3 separate regions of the Anas platyrhynchos genome follow, and regions 1 and 3 are each linked to region 2. A link is a contact called in public Hi-C data. All regions are on one chromosome and are shown on one strand. The core of a region is the stretch at or near the end of the contact, and the rest is flanking DNA. Distances in the headings are between cores, read along the strand shown.

Region 1 (2,901 bases), core at 23-2,522, 300 kb before region 2:
ATTAGAGAGGGCACTAATTAATACAGGAGCTGGCACACGCTCAGCCGTGTGGCTGTGCCCAGCAGAGGGTAGCATTGCCCAAACACCCCGGCCTGTCTCGGTGTTTTCCCCAAATTTACACCTCCCCACCCGGCTGAGCTCCCCCAGGCACCAAACCCGCGTGGAAGTGGGAGCCGCAGGGGAAACCTCCCGAGCTCAGCAGTGATGGAAAATCCCTTTTCAGAGTGGCATTTTCAGGATTTTGTGAAAGGACACGGCGCATTTTAAGCAGTTGGGCGCACATTCATGAGTCGATGCTATTTAGTCGTGTCACGCCTCATTTTCAGCCACCTCATTTGATAACCGAGGGTTTGAGCCGCCCCCGAAAACACCCGTGGGTCCGCACCTGCCTCTTTAGTTCCCAACTTGGAGGAGAAATCCACTTTTTGATTTTTATTTTTTTTTTTTGCGCTTTACCGATTTGCAAGACATTGGCTGGAAACCTACCCACGGGGACAGCGCGCATTTCTGCCGTGTCACCGGGGGCGCATCCTGCCCCTCATCCCTGCTGCGGGGTGGGCAAGGGGCTGGGGGCCACTTTTGGCCCCCACGGAGCGGCTGCGCTCACGGTGGGCACCGCAACCCCAGCGCAAACCCCGCGCAAACCCCGCGCATCCCCCGCGCATCCCCCGCGCAACCCCCGCGCAGCTCCGGAGCACCCCGGCCTGCCGCCTGCGGTGTGGTTTTTATTTTTTTTTTTTTATTTTTCCTTTCCCCCTGCTTTCCCTTTTTTTTTTTTTTTTTTTTTCTCTTTGCTTTCCCTCCCCTCCCGTTTGACGTGCGCGGTTTTGGTGCAATGCGAATTATCTCCAGTCATTCAGTCAGGAGGGGCAGCGCCAGGCAGCAGAGCAGCGGCGGGGCTGCCTCCTCCTCCTCTTCTTCCTCCTCCTCTTCTTCTTCTTCCTCCTCCTCCTCCTCCTCCTCCTCCCATTGCCATAACAACCGCGCACAGCCGCACCGCGCCCGGGAGGCTCGGAGCATCCAACGGGGCCCCCGCACGCCCTACTTGGGGACAGCGGGGGGGTAGGGAGGGGGGGAAAAATTAGTGACCTCCCTCCAAAAAAAAAAAAAAAAGAAAAAAGAAAAAAAAAGGGACTTTTCCTCCCGGGGTGGGGGGAGCGAAGTGTCCCTGAGGGTGCTGAAGGAGGTGGGGGGGGACACGGGGCAGCCCCGGGGGCGGCACGGGGAGGGGCGAGGGGGGGAGGAAAGGACGAGGGGAAGGGGGGGGGGGCAGAGAAAGTTGGGAGGAAATAGCCCAGGAAAAGTGGCACTCGTGGAGCCCGCCGGAGCGCGGAGGAAATAAAAGCGGCGGCGGGCAGGAAGTGTGAGGAGGAGGAGGAGGAGGAAGGGGAGAAGGAGGAGGAGAAGAAGGAGGAGGAGGAGGAGGAGGAGGAGGAGGAAGAAGAGCAAGAGCCGGCAGAGGCAGCAGCAGCAGCCGCTGCTTTCTCAGAAGAGAAAGCAAAAGCCGCAGGCGGCTCGGTGCCGCCCGGCATCCGCGGGGCTGCGCGGGGTTGCGCGGAGCGGCCATGGCCCGGGAGAACGGGGACGGCGGCGGCTCCTGGAAGAAGCAGGCGGAGGACATCAAGAAGATCTTCGAGTTCAAGGAGACGCTGGGGACGTAGGTGGAGGGGAGCGGAGCGGGGCGGGAGGCGCCGTCCCCGGGCTGCGCGGGATTTGCGCGGGGGGGATTTGCGCGGGGGCAGCCGCCGGGGTCGCTCCGAGCATCCCGGCCGGCAGCGAGCCGGGATTTTGGGAATCCCGGGACCAAACGGTACCGGGGGTTTGGTAGGAGGTGAGGGGTGAGGATGGCTGCGGGGCAGGCGGCTGGGGCTATCCCCTAAAAAGAAATTAAAAAAAAAAAAAAAGAAAAAGAGAAAAGAAATAAAAAAAAGAAAAAGAAAGAAAGAAATAAAAAGATAAAAGAAAAAAGAAGAAAAAGGGAAAAAAAAGGAAAAAGAAAAAAGAGAAAGGAAAAAAAAAAGAAAAAGAAAAAGGAAAAAAAAAGAAAAAAGAAAAAAGAAAGAAAGAAAGACCCCCCCCCTACGGTTTAAAATGCTAATAGGATGGGGAGAAGGGGAAAGGCTTTTTCTTGACGGTGCAGCTGTAAATAAATGCGGTCTGACTTGCGTGCTGTCCCCTAAAGCCGATGGCTGCATCCATTCGTGGACAGACGAGCAGAAATAATCGGAGTGGATTGGATGTGTTTTAGCTACGATGCTTAACTGTTGTTGGGCTTTATTTCTGTTATTTATAGTGGCGGGGCATAAAGATTAGTAAAACGTTAGAGTTTTTTTTTTCTTCTTTTTTTTTTTTTTTTTTTCGGAAGGCTCAGAATAAACATGCGCAGATGGTGGAAGGGAGCAGGGTGCAGGCTGATGCTTTTTTGGCTGAGCGGGGAGTTTTATTTCTGTTGAGAGAAATTTTCGCTCGTCGGATGTTGTAGAGGCAGAGAGCCGCGGTTGCTGGGGAAGGGCAGGGTGCGGGCTGCCGTGTGGGTGGGCGAGGACGTGAGCGCTGGGTTGGACAGGACAGGTGCTTTCTGGCCATGTCCCCTCCTGGTGTAAAGTCAACTTTGAGCACATCTCGAAGCAAAGCATCGCCGAGCCCAAGCAGTGCGTTTTTTCTCCGCGTGCCACTTCCAAAACACGGCTGAACAAGTTTCGGCCGTGATATTTCAGTTTCTTGCTGCTTCCAAGGGAGGGCTCTCTACAAACGGAGTATTTCTGCTTCTGCTCATTTCCTACACACCAAGCGCGAGTGAGAAGCAGGCTGGGTGCTTGGTGTGGAGGGGGGTCACGCTCCTGTGTGGGGATGAGCAAAAAACACCACCCAGCTGGTGGCATTCATGTCTGTCCAGGGCTC
Region 2 (2,782 bases), core at 92-2,591:
TGGGCTAATTTAGAGACCTGATTGACAGAGTCCCTTGGAAGGCAGTTCTGGAAGACAAAGGAGTGCAAGAAGGCCGGACTTTCTTCAAGAATTAAATCCTGAAAGCACAGGAGCATGTCATCACAGTGCTCTGAAACTCAAGCTGGCAGGGGAGAAGACCAGCCTTGCTAAACAGAAACTCGGAAAAAAAAAAAAAAAGTTTATGAACTCTGGAGGAAGGAGCAGGCAATGCGGGACTATAGAGCTGTTGTCAAGTTGTTTAGGGAGAAAATCAGAAGCCCAGCTGGAACTCAGTTTGGCTAGGGCAGTAATAGAGAATAAAAAATGCTTTCATAAATACATCAACAACAAAAGGAAGAGGACTAAGAAGAATCTCCATCCTTCACTGGATGTGAGGGGAAACATGGTGATGAAAGATGAGGATAAGGCTGAGGTATTTAATGGCTTTTTTGCTTTTGTCTTTATTAGAGAGATCAATTGTTCCCAGGGTACACAGACATCTGAGCTGGAAGATGGTGACCAAGAGCGTGAGGAAGCCCCTGTAATCCAACATAAAAGAGCCTGCCTGATGTGGGCCAAGGCCATGGAGCTGTGAAGGACATAGAGCTCCCTTCTCCATCCCTACCCTACACATGGTTCCTAGCAGGTCCATGAGGTCCATAGCCCCATAGTGGGGGGCTGATGTGGTGGGGTGTGCTGCATCTGTCTTGCAGCATTTGGTTGCATGGGATTTGGCTGCTCTACCACCTACGAGACCTCTACCCTGACAGGAAAAACATAGAGCCCCGTGAAGCAGCACCCAAGAGAGGCCCAGGCAGATGGGGACAGGTCCTCAGAGGAGCCTGTCTTCTTCAGTAGCCCCAGTGCTGGGCTCAGCAGGATGCTCTGCCCTTGGTACACTCCCTTCTGCAGGGTATTTGGGACTGGTGCTGTTTAACATCTTTGGCGGTGACATGGACAGTGTGGGATCGAGTGTATGCTCGGCAAGTTTGCTGGCAACACTGAGCTGTGTGGTGTGGTCGACACACTGGAGGGAAGGAACCTGGAGAAGCCTGAGAGGTGGGTCTGTGTGAACATTATGAGGCTCAACAAGGCCAAGCGCAAGGTCCTGCACCTGAGAGGCTTGTCCCCCTCTGCTCTGCTCTCCTCAGCCCCCACCTGGAGCCTGCGTTCAGCTCTGGGCCCAGCACAAGGACAGGGATGGATCAGAGCGAGTCCAGAGGAGGCCACGAGGATGCTCAGAGGCTGGAGCCCCTCTGCTGTGGAGCCAGGCTGAGGGAGCTGGGGGTGCTCAGCCTGGAGAAGAGAAGGCTCCGGGGAGACCTCCAGTAACACACCCAGGCTCTCCCGACCCTCCTAGCCGGGCAGTGCCGCCCAGAGGCCGCTCGGAGCTGGGGAAATCCCTGAAGGGGGAAGGCGGAGACGGCGGCTGGCGGCGCTGAGCCGAGCCGCCATGGGCACGGCGTGAAGGGGGTGAGCGGGAACGGCGGCGGGCACGGCTGAGGCGATGGGGCCGGGAGGGGACCGCGGAGGTCGCTTGTCCCCATCGCCGGCCTCTGGCGGCCACAGCCGGTGACTCAGCGGCTCCGGGGCGGGCCTAGGGGGAAGGCAAAGGCGAGGGGAGAGCCGTGACTGGGCGCGGAGGCGGCCGCCTCAGCGCCTCCCCCGGTGAAGCGAACTGCGACGGCAAGAGAAAACGAAAGCTGGCAGGGAGGCGGCGGAAATGTAATCCCGGCGGTAAAGGGAACCGAGAGCTTTCCGAGGCCTCCCGGTAGGGCTGTGTGGGTGGACAAGGGGGGCCCCCAGCCCCAGGGAGGGTCCTGCAACCCCGGGGAGGCTGCTGGGTGCACCCTAGGGACGGGGGGAGAGGGTGAAAGGCGGCTTTGCTGCCCTTAAAGGCTTCCTAGTACGCAGGGGAGAGGATTAAAGCTTCCTTTTACGTTTTGTTACCAAAGGAAGGGGCTCCCAGAGAAGGGTTTTAGGCTGAGAGACGTCTCAACATCTCAGTGTTATTCATCCAAGATGTCTCAGGAATTAAATGCTGTATTCATCCAGCCCTCTCTTTCTGGGGGGGGGTAAATGGGATATAGAGGCTCGTGGATGTCTCAGCTTTATTCATCCACTCCTCTCTCTGAGGGGGTTAATGGGACGTAAAGACTCGTGGATGTTTTGGAGTAGTGGGGTCGGAGGGATCGGGTGGTCCCTGCATGCTGTGACTGGATGCGCAGCTCGTCTGGAGGCAATAAAAGTGTCACTGTATTTTCTTTGCAAGTAGCTGTGTGGCAAGAAATGAGAGTTTTCTCTTTACCGACCTTGTAGTGGTCGCTTCAGAGATGTCCAGCAAGGTGCAGAGCCGTCCTGCAGAAAATGGAGAGCATCCCAGGAGCAAAATGGAAAACGGGACAGACGGTGGGGCTGCCCCCACCCTCAGCACATACACACCTGAAGAGATGGTACAGCAGATGAAAGAACTGATCACTGAGAACAATGAGTTAAAAGGTGAATGTCAATGCAGATTTGTCTGGAAATGCAAAAGGAGTCCCTTCTGCATTTTTTTTTCCTTTGCCTTTGAATATGAATTCAGTGTTCATTTGCCCTTGCAGGATAACATATTCTATCTGGGTAGCATTCACTGTACAAGCAACTCTGTAAGTGGCAAGGCCAATTGATAGGATACATCAAGTTGAATCGGTATGGAAGATTAGGGGGAGAACAGCCCGATTTATGGGCTTCAGAACTTAGTTGCTTCAGAACTACACACACAGTCAATATAGCATTGTGT
Region 3 (2,700 bases), core at 87-2,586, 360 kb before region 2:
CATCAGAATGTCCACATTTACTAGCATTCTTAGTGTGAATATAAACTATTTGAACTATAAATTATAGGAAAAAAAAAAAAAGGTTGGCCCACTTCTACCTTCTCTGATGACTTTCATGGTTAGTATCCCAGGATACTGCTGGCAAATTGTGCTACTTGTTCCATTTGCCTCATGTATGGCTCAAATTCCGACCTAAAAAAGTCATACCATGTATAAAAGGTATAACTTTATGCCCATTGCTTATTCTTTTATTGAGCGGTTTCCTTAGGAGGGAATATCCAACCTTCTGACATCAGTTCCTACATTATCCTTCCCGAAAGTTAAGATCTAAGACCAAGTGGGGCCAGTGAATGAGCTTACAGAGTAGCCAGGTGTTAAGTTAACCTCTTCAAGTCACAATAGATGGATTAGCTTTTCTAAACCTCTTTTCAGAGGGAATTATCTGATCCAAGCTACACATCCCAAATGACTCCAACCAGATTTAACAGAAGCTCAGCAACAGTGTCCCAAGGCAAGATTAAGCTCAAACAAGAGACAGGATTCCTTCCACATAAGGTGCAAAAGGGGCACTGGTGGGTGTTTCATGCACAATTTATCCAGCAGAGTGCTAAGATACGTGCTCAAAGCACACATTGCTGAAGTTTGGGAAGACTTTTATTCACCGCTTTGTCACCAGGTTGCACTGAAGTTCGTCTGTATTTCAGCAACACGATTCATGCACCAAAATCAACTGATCAGAAGTTAAGAGGAGGGGAAAAGGGAAGGAAAACGTTTCATTTTTGTCCTTATTTCAGCAGTATGGACGACCCACTCACTCAGAAGTGAATAGAATGTGGAGAAGTAACTGGTTCCTGCCACGTAGAAGAGAAGAAAAGAAAAAAGGGAAGAGAAGGGCAGCTTTGTGCAAGCAGAAGAGGGTTAGCAGCACCCGTGTGTTGCTGCCAGCCTCCCCTGAGGGGCAGAGGAGGGTGAATTAAAATCATAAGGATCAGAGGAAATAGTGGAACATGGAACTGAGCACGGAGAGCACCGAGCGGACCGAGGAAGGGCTCGAAGGCAGAGCAGAACCGGAGGGCTTAAAAAAAAAAACACACACATTTCCGTGGGTAAATCCGCGGCTCCCGGCGAAATACTTAAGGAAAGGGATGAAAGGGCGTCTGGACGCCGCCCCCAGCGGGTGACCCCGCAGAAAAACCCCACGTACGAGCTGTGCCCGGCGGCAGCAGGGGAGCTGGGGAACCAGGGCCACGGCCGGGTGGCGCTGACGAGATGGCGGCGGCTGAGGCGGGGCCGGGTCGGGTGCGCCGACGATGCCGGCCCGGGCGGCTCCGGGAACGGAGGGGAGGTTCCGGGCGGAAAGGGAGCTTTTTGGGGAGAAAAGGGGCCGAAACGGGTCGGGCCGTGCCGTGCCGGGCCGAGGGGAGGATGAAGAAGGAGCAGGTAGCGCACTGCCGCTTCTCCGTGTGGTACCCGCTGTTCAGGACCGTCACCATCCGTAGGTGCGTGGGGTCGGAGGAGCCCCTGTGGGGCGGCGTGTGAGGGGGGTGTGGGGCGGTGTGTAGGGTGATATGTGGGGCGATGTGTAGGGTGATATGTGGGGCGATGTGAGGGGTGGTGTGGGTTTGGAGGCTGGGGGAGCGTCTGCGAGGCTGGCTGTGGCCCTGTGGGTTTGGTTGAGAGCTTGGTTAGACCCGGGGAAGGGTGTTTGGTGCTGGTCTGGGTGAGAAATAAGGGCCTGCGTGGGGCAGCGATGGCTGGGAGGAAGCACAGGGGGCTCCATCGAGGCTCCAGGGGCTGCCCCAGGAGCTGGAGCCTTCGACATCCACCCCAGGGAGCTGCTCTGGGAGGCCCGAGGTGCAGGCTGAGCGCTGGTGATCTCCACAGTGTGCTCTGGTGGGACCCCAGGCTGTCCGCGTCCCACCTTGTGCCCACTTGGTTGCTCAAAAAAAACAGGCTGAGTGCCCTCAAACCAAGTGGTTAACTTCAAGTTCCTGTTTATTTTTATTTTTTTGGAAAAAGTAGCAGCTTCTGTGGTTGCTGAGGTGCTGCTGCAGGTTACCCAGGGGTTATGAGGCCCACCAGCAGCTCAGGGCAGTCAAACTCGAGAAAGGTGCCCTGGTGGGTCAGAAAGCTGTGACATCAGGCATTTGGTAACCAAAACATTTAATCTTTACACACTTTAGTGTTTAGCCAGTGTAGGTTTTTGGTCAATTTAGCAACAGTCACGCATTTTTTGAACATTCAAGTGATAAAGGCAAATTTTGGTTTGGATTTTAGAAGGGAAACATTTGTTTTGAACAACACGCTGCTCCTCTCCTCACTGGCCACATGCAGTCTTTGAATTTTTTAAAAGTTTGAAGGAGTGGAGTATTTCTGTGCACTTTGTCTGAGATGGTTGTCGCTTTCTCCTTTACTTCCCTGAAAGGAAAAAGAGAGTTGCATTTTGTGAAGGATGGGAGGGGAGCAAGAGAAACGTGTTTTTTCATAGCGTTAGAGAATAAAACATTGATACTGAGATACGTTCCATTTAAAAACTATTATTTTTATTCAACTCTTTGTTATTTTAGCAAGTAATAATAAATTACTGAACTCATTCTCTTTTTTTTTTCCCAGTGTTATACTTCCCCTCCCAGATAATGTGAAAGAATACCTGCTGGATGATGGGACGCTTGTGGTTTCTGGAAGGTAAAGTTTGTTTCC

Evidence for each region. A called contact is a pair of places that touch in the nucleus more often than the background predicts.
Region 1: a Hi-C map of subcutaneous adipose tissue shows a contact between it and region 2, with 2.8 times the contacts expected there. The contact joins the promoter of CAMK1D here to the promoter of OPTN in region 2. A contact is called at or near these places in 3 of 8 Hi-C or Micro-C datasets (liver, skeletal muscle and subcutaneous adipose tissue).
Region 3: a contact with region 2 is called in a Hi-C map of subcutaneous adipose tissue, with 2.4 times the contacts expected there. The contact joins the promoter of NUDT5 here to the promoter of OPTN in region 2. A contact is called at or near these places in 5 of 8 Hi-C or Micro-C datasets (F1 follicle, liver, skeletal muscle and 1 more).

What each region holds. Positions count from the first base shown.
Region 1 is chr1:6,717,441-6,720,341 of IASCAAS_PekinDuck_T2T, forward strand. It overlaps CAMK1D (calcium/calmodulin dependent protein kinase ID), which reads left to right and starts at 1,273. Exons shown (of 11, transcript XM_027460556.3): 1 at 1,273-1,657. The coding sequence starts at 1,566.
Region 2 is chr1:7,015,784-7,018,565 of IASCAAS_PekinDuck_T2T, forward strand. It overlaps OPTN (optineurin), which reads left to right and starts at 1,342. Exons shown (of 14, transcript XM_027460521.3): 1 at 1,342-1,473; 2 at 2,320-2,499. The coding sequence starts at 2,334.
Region 3 is chr1:6,660,407-6,663,106 of IASCAAS_PekinDuck_T2T, forward strand. It overlaps NUDT5 (nudix hydrolase 5), which reads right to left and starts at 1,337. Exons shown (of 10, transcript XM_038184898.2): 1 at 1,205-1,337. CDC123 (cell division cycle 123) reads left to right here and starts at 1,270. Exons shown (of 13, transcript XM_005018841.6): 1 at 1,270-1,499; 2 at 2,614-2,685. The coding sequence starts at 1,270.